2 separate regions of the Mus musculus genome follow, and region 2 is linked to region 1. The links are chromatin contacts, called in public ChIA-PET maps. All regions are on one chromosome and are shown on one strand. The core of a region is the stretch at or near the end of the contact, and the rest is flanking DNA. Distances in the headings are between cores, read along the strand shown.

The links. ChIA-PET counts read pairs in DNA pulled down with a chosen protein or histone mark.
Region 2: a contact with region 1 is called in an RNA polymerase II ChIA-PET map of effector CD8 T cells, with 8 read pairs. The contact joins two enhancer-like sites. A contact is called at or near these places in 6 of 39 promoter capture datasets (the 3T3-L1 cell line, cranial neural crest, embryonic stem cells and 3 more) and 2 of 115 datasets of contacts at active chromatin or transcription factors (effector CD8 T cells and embryonic stem cells).

Annotation. Positions count from the first base shown.
Region 1 is chr4:149,645,810-149,649,925 of GRCm38.p6, forward strand. It overlaps Clstn1 (calsyntenin 1), which reads left to right. Exons shown (of 19, transcript NM_023051.5): 17 at 432-567; 18 at 957-1,141; 19 at 1,564-3,090. The coding sequence ends at 1,755. Pik3cd (phosphatidylinositol-4,5-bisphosphate 3-kinase catalytic subunit delta) reads right to left here. Exons shown (of 22, transcript NM_001164052.1): 22 at 3,359-4,116. Among named protein-coding and RNA genes, the nearest start is that of Mir7023, 7.7 kb to the right of the region's middle. Within about 2 kb of position 2,437, at least 56 of the 459 cell types and tissues checked have an H3K27ac peak or open chromatin away from gene starts, as enhancers often do. A contact at or near this core is called in effector CD8 T cells, where this site is marked.
Region 2 is chr4:149,757,704-149,761,838 of GRCm38.p6, forward strand. All of the region lies in intron 2 of Slc25a33 (solute carrier family 25, member 33), which reads right to left. Among named protein-coding and RNA genes, the nearest start is that of Slc25a33, 14 kb to the right of the region's middle. Within about 2 kb of position 2,003, at least 40 of the 459 cell types and tissues checked have an H3K27ac peak or open chromatin away from gene starts, as enhancers often do. A contact at or near this core is called in effector CD8 T cells, where this site is marked.

The DNA of each region.
Region 1 (4,116 bases), core at 1,187-3,686:
CACCTTCAGTGGCCTCTGCCGCAGCTGACTTCATGGGCCAGCGCCTCCGAGGTCTGAAGAAATAAATTCTGAGCAACCCGCCCGCCATCTCCACCTTGATCCAAGTGGTGGGCGGAGGAGACTAAATGTACTCGAGCCAAAGGGTGGCTGGTGAGAAGAATGGGAAGAGGTGATCTGAGCTGTCGCCTAAGGCCAGGGTGGCTTCCTACTCTGATGTGAATGCCTTCTTTTGTAAGCTACACTACAAATGAGCCATCGGACACACTGTTTCTGGGATATGTGACACTGTCACACTGTTGTAAACAGGTGATGTTTTTCTGGTCACTGTTTGCCCCCAGCCTGGAGCTGGGAGACTGGGAAGCAGCACTGCCGACCGTCTATTCACCTGTCAGGTACACTTGGGGTGCCTAGTGACACTCTCTCTGCTGTAGGTGAATGTGATCCACACAGCCAACCCCGTGGAACATGCCAACCACATGGCTGCCCAGCCACAGTTCGTCCACCCTGAACATCGATCCTTTGTGGACCTGTCTGGTCACAACCTGGCCAATCCTCACCCGTTTGCAGGTAGGACGGGGGAAAGCACGTGGGTCAGGATGCTGTGGTATGTAGGGTCCAGATGGATAGACAGACAGACAGACACACACACACACACACACACACACACATACACACAAACCTGGTAGCAAGCGTAGCTCACAACTACTGCCCATCAACTACCCCAATGCTGTCACTTACACAAGGAAGCTCGCTCACCACTGCCACAGAGCAGCCAGTGAGCGAAGGCAGGCTTAGGGCTTCCTCCTAGGGTTTAGGAGTCAGGAAGCACTCTGACACATTCCATTTGACCTACCTAGAGTAGTTGAGGAGGCCAAGGAGGGATGGGATGGGGGGAGCTCTTTGGGTGTAAGCAGCGTCACAAAAGCTGTGTGTCTGGTCTTCAAACCCCATGGCAGTTGTCCCCAGCACGGCGACAGTGGTGATTGTGGTGTGTGTCAGCTTCCTGGTTTTCATGATCATCCTGGGGGTGTTTCGGATCCGGGCTGCACATCAGCGAACGATGCGGGACCAGGACACGGGGAAGGAGAATGAGATGGACTGGGATGACTCTGCCTTGACCATCACCGTCAACCCCATGGAGGTAGGCACAGAAGGGCCAACCACAAAGCGCCACGGAGACCCAGACCCTGGTCATGTGCTTGCAGGTTGGGTCAGTGAGATTAGATTAGGGGGGTCACCTTCAGATGAGGAAGCCCTTGCTGAAGGCCTCCGTGAGTAGCATAGGCAGGCAACTGACGCTCTTGGCTTCTTTACCCCAAGATGTCCGTGGTATGACAGGACTAAGCTCCGCCCCTCTGCATTGAGCACCCCATCCCATGTGAGTGGTATCCATGTTGCTAATGAGAGCGTCACCTGCCGGGTCACTTTGGCGAGGCGACTCCCAGTACCACTCAGGCCCTTCTGTCACTGTGGGGTTGGCTGTGTTTTCCTTTGTGGCTTTTAGTAGATAGACACTGGGCGATGGGGCTACAGGCTAGATTTACGCCGTCGTCTCTTTGCCAGACATATGAGGACCAGCACAGCAGTGAGGAGGAGGAAGAGGAGGAGGAGGAGGAGGAGAGCGAAGATGGGGAGGAAGAGGAAGACATCACCAGTGCCGAGTCTGAGAGCAGTGAGGAGGAGGAAGGAGGCCCCGGAGACGGCCAGAATGCCACCCGACAGCTGGAATGGGATGACTCCACACTCAGCTACTAAACCCGCACTCAGCGCCTGCTCTCCAGACTCTCTCCCAGCCCCACGGGTCCACGATGTACAAAATCATTTTGACCAGCAGGTCTGCAGACCCTTCCCCCACTGCTCAAAGTCCTCCCGTGCTTGGTGTGTGGGACCACCGGCTCCACCCTCCCCGCCCATCACCATTGCAGTTTTGCTAGAAGCTGGCGCTTCCTCCCCAGGGCAGGGGCCCCACAGCACCTCAGACCCCAAGTGTGTCTGGAGTTCCCTGTCGGCCAGGGAGAGGACACCAGCACCTGGGACCTCCAGAGAAGCCGCACTGAGCGGACTTGTCGACAGAGGGTGAAAAATTACTCCCACGCAGTCAGTAACCATTTCTCTTATTTTTAAAAGTTTTTTTATTTTTTTTTCCCAAACTAGTGCATGTATAAAGTGGGAGAGCAGAGGGGGTTAATATGTAGATGGCCAACCGACTTTTTAATATTTTGTAAATAAATTGGGATTCTGTGTGTCCTCTGTGCTAGTAGTCCAGGACAGGAATGTAAAGTCAGAATGCGGGGCCAGGAGGGCCTCTTCCTCCCTCTTCCCTCCCAAGAAACCAGGTTGGAGAGGCCCAAGTCACTGGGGCCCACCCTTGCTAGGGTTTCCGTACAGCCACGTGGCCGGGGCCATGGCTTTCAAGTGCTGTCTGGGGGGGCCAGCCCCACGAGCCTCCAACCACATTAGAGGCTGGGAACAGCCAGGATGTTGCCAAAGCCCCTGGCCTTTCCTGTACACGCCTGTGACTGGCAGCCACATGGTTTCTGCTTATTAACGTGAGCCTCCCTGTTGGTGAAATGGTGTAGCTGGGAACGGACAGCAAAGGTGCAGGCGGTCAGGCTCCTCGCTTGGAAGACCACGGTTCTGAGCAAGTCTGCACAACAGCACCAAAAGGAGACCCCGAGGCCCAAAGATAAACTGCTACAATGCTCCAGAACAATCTTTTCTCTCCTCCCCAGAGGCCCCATGGGATGCCGCGTGCTGTTGGGTTTGGGCTAAGATCTAAGACCCAGCAGATAGGAGACAGCAGGTACCACCCACACAGCACAGCTCTTCATTCACAGTCAAGAGTTTAGACTGCTCCAGCTGGGACATCCAGTCCTCGCTGCTGTTGCTGCTAGTTCGAAGGATGCCGCCGTGCTGTCTGTGGCCGCCCTCCCATGTCCTGTCCCCTGTAGCTGCTTTCTTAGATGGAAACAGGCTAACGAAGAGAGGGACACTGTCGTGTCAGTAGCCGCAGGGTCCCCTTTAAGATGTGTATATCGACACTAGGTCAGAAAGTGTATGCGTTATAATAAAGTTCTGGTTCTAACTCCAGCCTGAGTGGGGTCCATTCTGTCATGTTTGTTGGGTACGGGTTGGGGCAGGGGTTGAGGGATTTATGAAGATAGGCTGGGCTCAAACTTAAAGCAATCCTCCTGCCTCTGCCTGCTCAGTGCTGGGATTACAGATGTCCACCATGCCGGGCAAGGATTATTAATTTTTATGGTACTAAGGAATGTACCTGAAGCTTTGCACTTCGCAGACAAGGGCTCAACCAGTACACTGTATCCCCCCAAGTCCCCTTGTTATTTGAGCCAAGAACTTAAGAACATAAAAACGTTTTTATTTCTTTTCACCTGTCTTTACCTGTTGTGTCAAGGTTGCACAAACTGGTCTCAGCCCCCATCAATGAGAGGAAAAAACTTAACAAAAAACCCGTCTTCCAGCCAAGTACACACCCAACCCAGAAAGGCCGAGCCTGTGCAGAATCTGCAGCCACACCAGAGAGCACCTAGACTCTTTTCAATAAATAACATGGCATACATACATACACACACACAGACACGTTTCCTATTTCAGAGTTGGTGGGGCAGACTAGGGGTTCAGCGGGTGCTGCGGAGGCACCACCGCTCACTGCTGGACCCTGGGCTCATCAACATGAAGGGGCTCCTTGAGCCATGTTCTGGGCTGCTGGCGAGACAGCGGTGATGGTTCTCAAAGTCTCAGAATGCTACCGGGAGATCCAGGTCCTGAGGTGGCAGCTGATACATGGAGATGTGCTTGGGGTGGGACGATAAGCATGTGCGACCCCTGAGCTGGGCTCTCTAAAAGCCGGGCGGGTGGCTGGCGTTTGGATCCCTGGGAGGAGGCCGAGACTGCGTTTCTCGAGTTCCTCTGACTGCCCAGACTACACTGAATTCCGTTCTCGTCCTTGCTCACACTTTTCGAGCCTAGCTCCCCAGCTGCCTTCTGCGATTTCAGCTCTGGAAGAGATCAGTCCTGTCCGTCCATAAAGCTGCCTTGTGTGCCCCTCACACGAACTTCGAAGAGGACTTCAATTCTGGCTGGCCCTTCGTCTTG
Region 2 (4,135 bases), core at 753-3,252, 110 kb after region 1:
AAAAGAGTGTTGAATCTCATTTTCAAATGGTTCAGAGGAGTTTATGAATGAACACAGGGTCAAAATGACAAAGCAAGACAGTAACACGTTAAAAACTGGTGTGTCCAAAAAATGCCACAAGCAAGTCATCTGTGTTGCTCTTATAACTTCTACTATTTGAAATTATTTGAAAACAAAAGGGGTTCTTTAACAGCAGCAGCAGCAACAGCAGCAGCAGTCGGGCAGTAGTACACACCTTTAATCCCAGCTCTTGGGAGGAGAGGCAGGTGGGTCTCTGAGTGCTAGGACAGCCAGTGCTACATAGAGAAACCCTGTCTTGAGAAACCAAAACCAACCAACCAACCAACCAACCAACCAACCAACCAACCAACCAACCAAATAAAATGAAACCAACAGCACCAACAGCTCTTTCTACAGGCCATAACAGCTGAGGCTGAAGTGATAGCATGTAAAGTTATAAAAATCAAGGACTAGAGCCAACAGTTCTTAGGCCTTCATGAACACAGTGCTTCAAAATGAAATTCGTGGGAGTTTCACTGGAGTCACAGGCCAAAAATAAGCCTTCTGGCTTCTATCAGGCACAACTTAATGCTTTCAATTAAAACACTTTATTTTTATTATCTTCCTCAAAGAGAGGACTGTTTCTTACAGGCCAAGCTCCTTGAACAAAACAAGTCTCTGGTAGCACCTTGGGGTGAGCACACCCAGTGACAAAGCGAGTGGTAGCGATCCCAATGCTGCTCCACCTGACAGCGTGCAGGCTTCACTGATCTCCAGCAATGAGCCCTGTGCCACCGAGAAGCTATCTCAGAAAGTTAAGGGAACCCCTGGCTCTAGGAAGCCAGGAGCCCTCATCCATAATGCATCGCGGAGCATGTGTCCTCAAGTGACTTGTGCCTTGTAAGAGCTGAAGAAAGACAGTCTCCATAGTTACACGTTTAACAGTGGCAACAAGTCAGGCCTGTTATATAAGCTGAACTTCTGCCCTATCTGGGTGTTTATAAACTCTTCTGGAACAATCAAGTTCCCACTATACAGAGCATACAGTTTTGAGAGACCAATGTAGGAGCCAGGCTCACTTTCCCACAGGCATCTGCCCTTTCATGTTGGAAAAGCATGTCAAAAGAGGTCAGAGACTTGATGGAGTCTGTCACTCTGTCCCCAGGTTAGACCCGGCTGCACAGGAGAGACAAGCACCTCATCTCAGTGTCTACCTGAGCGAGGCAGTTTCTGAAAGACACGGACATTAATTTTCAGACTGAAAAAGGATGCTGGAGAAGGCTCAGGGGTTAGTCACGCTGCTCTTGCTGGTCCCCAGCAGCTCTGTCAGGTAGCTCACTTTACAACAGCCTGTAAATCTCCAGCTGCAGGAGTTTCCACACCTTTTTCTGGCCACCTACAAGAATGTGTAGTATGCACACACATGCAGGCATGCATTTAAGTTTTTGAAAATTATTAAAACTTTTAAAAAGACCTTAAAATATAAAATAATAAGGTACCTCAGTAATTAAAATCCTCACTTAAAAATATTTTTTTCAAAAAAAGAGATACCTGACAAAACAGAACTAAACCCAGGTATACAGGAAAGGTCTGGGGCTTGTCCTGGTAGTGTGTCACCCCTGGGCTTGGCTTAGATGGCTGACTACAAAGCAGCTACCTTCGCTGTCCTCACTGCCACGGCAGGACACTGTTCACTACTTTGGGATCTTGTCCACAAGAACATCCACACAGCCTAAGGACAGGCTTTCTTCAGATGGGAATTAGGACTCACCATACAAAGAAACCCTGCTGCAAACCTTACCTTAAAGAGCATAGGAAAGCACCCACTAACGACAGCAACACAAACGAGTCTACATTGAGGGAGGGAGGCCAGCAAGCCATCCCCATGACCTTTACTGACCTGCCCAACTTCTAAAAATCATTTGGTTGGTACCGAGTGCTCCTCCAGTCACACACAACGTTCTAAGGAGCCTGAGGACACTTTATTATTCAAAACAAAACACCGCCCACCTTCCAGGGTGGGGTGAGAGTGAGGAGACAAACAACAGGAAATAAGTGACCTGTGCTGTGGAGGATGGAGCTGTGGTGAAGGAGGAAGGCAGGGTGGGTGGTGAGTGGGTGGTTGGGTGAGTGGGTGGGTGGTGGGTGAGTGAATGGGTGGGTGGATGAGTGGGTGATGAGTGGGTGGTGGGTGGGTGGGTGGGTGGGTGATGGGTGGAGGAGCTCAGGTTAAATAACCAGATCACTGCAGGATACACCTGCAAAGGTGTCAAAGCCAGAGAGAATGTCTGGCACACGGAACTTGTGCTAGCTATGTTCCTGTGCTTTTATAATTTATTCTTGAGACAGGGTCCCACCGTGTAGCCCTGGCTGTCCTGGAACTCTCTGTATAGACCAGGCTGGCCTCAAACTCACAGCGCCACCTGCCTCTACCTCCTGAGTGTCGAGATTAAAGGCGTATGCCACCATGGCCATTCCTGTGCCTTTAAAGTAACAAGGAGGCTGGAGGGGAACAGTAGAGCCACAGGACTGCTGAGTGAAGAGCCGGCAGGCCCAGGGGCTGCTTGGAGGAGGGAAGTGAGCAGAGGCCTCTGGCTGCTCTGCTGAGCAGAGTGAGGAGTATGGATGGCTACATCTCAGGCCAGGGCAGCTAGGGCGCTAGCACTGCCGCACAGCCATGGCAATGTAGCCTTCATCAGGACAGCGCTAGCCTGTTCTACACTTTGAAAGCAGAGCTAACAGGATTTACTGTGGGTGGAGAGAAGTCTCCAGAGTGGCTCCAAGGTCCCAGAACTATAGCTACAAGAATACGGCTTCTTTTAACCAAATAGGCCCAGGGCTCAGCAGGGCAAGAGCTCTGGTCTGCGCACTTTTGTTGGGTATGAGTTGAAGACATTCATGCTGTCTATATAGGCAGCAGGGGGTAGGTGTGAGAAACCCCATTCCTCACAGGTGACTAATGAGACTGCTGGGGGACAGCTGTCACTGAGGGAGCCCTGGGACTCTGCTACAGCAGGAGGTGAGGTGGTATGACAGCAGCCACAGCTAAGAAAGCCGAAGCAGCAGCTAACGAAAGGGCTGAGGCCCTGCTCTTAGAATCTCTGGATTAGGGGCTGGTGAGATGGCTCATCGGGTAAGAGCACTGACTGCTCTTCCAAAGGTCCTGAGTTCAAATCCCAGCAACCACATGGTGGCTCACAACCACCCATAATGAGATCTGACGCCCTCTTCTGGCACATCTGACAGCTACAGTGTATGTATAATAATAAAAAGAATCTCTGGGCTAGCACCAGCTACATCTCCACAGGACCTGAAGGAGGCCATAGCCCAGCTGTGAGCTGAGCTGTTGTGGTTTTGGTTTACTTTGCTCGTAGCTACACCAAACTGTCCTAGAAATGGGACGTGCAATAAACACAGTTCTGGCATCTGCAATCGTTAACTTGCACGTCTTCCTCTCGAAAATGGGAGTAATTGAGGTCCAGACACTAATCTTTAAGGCTGAGGTGAAAAATCAATAGAATCCTTTTAAAACCTGAAAGGCACTGACAGCAAGCCCACGCTGCAGGAGCATCCTAAAAACATACACAACAGGCTAAAGAAATAGAGCTTGAGTGAGCGAGACAACTGTGCACGCACAACCTTTTTAATTGGGCAGCATCACTGTCCTAAGAACCTGACCTAACTCCATGGTTAACATTTTGACCTGACCATAGTAGAAACGGATATTCATGTGGAAGTGGCAGTGTGTGATGTCACAGCCCCTGACTGTATCAACCAACCACTGCTGTGGGTCTGTGGTGAAGTATTGGCTTTTGTGTGGTGTGGAAGTGGTTCCTGAGTTTTCAATGACAAAGTGCCCTTTTCCTTTGGTTTCCACTGTGAAACTCATGTAGGTGGGGCTACTGGAGCTAGGAGAATCTAGAGGCGGAGAATACACATCCCATAAAACTTGCAGAAGAGAAGCATTCACATTTACCTTACAGGCCTAGTCCAGCGGGTAGCTCGGGCATTTGGGTAACGGGTTCTCACGTAGAGTAAATGTTAACTCCGCATATGAAGCGGTTCTTCTGAACACTTACCCACTTCCATCTCACGGTGGACAAACAGGAAGCTTTCTCTCAGTCACTGAGGACCA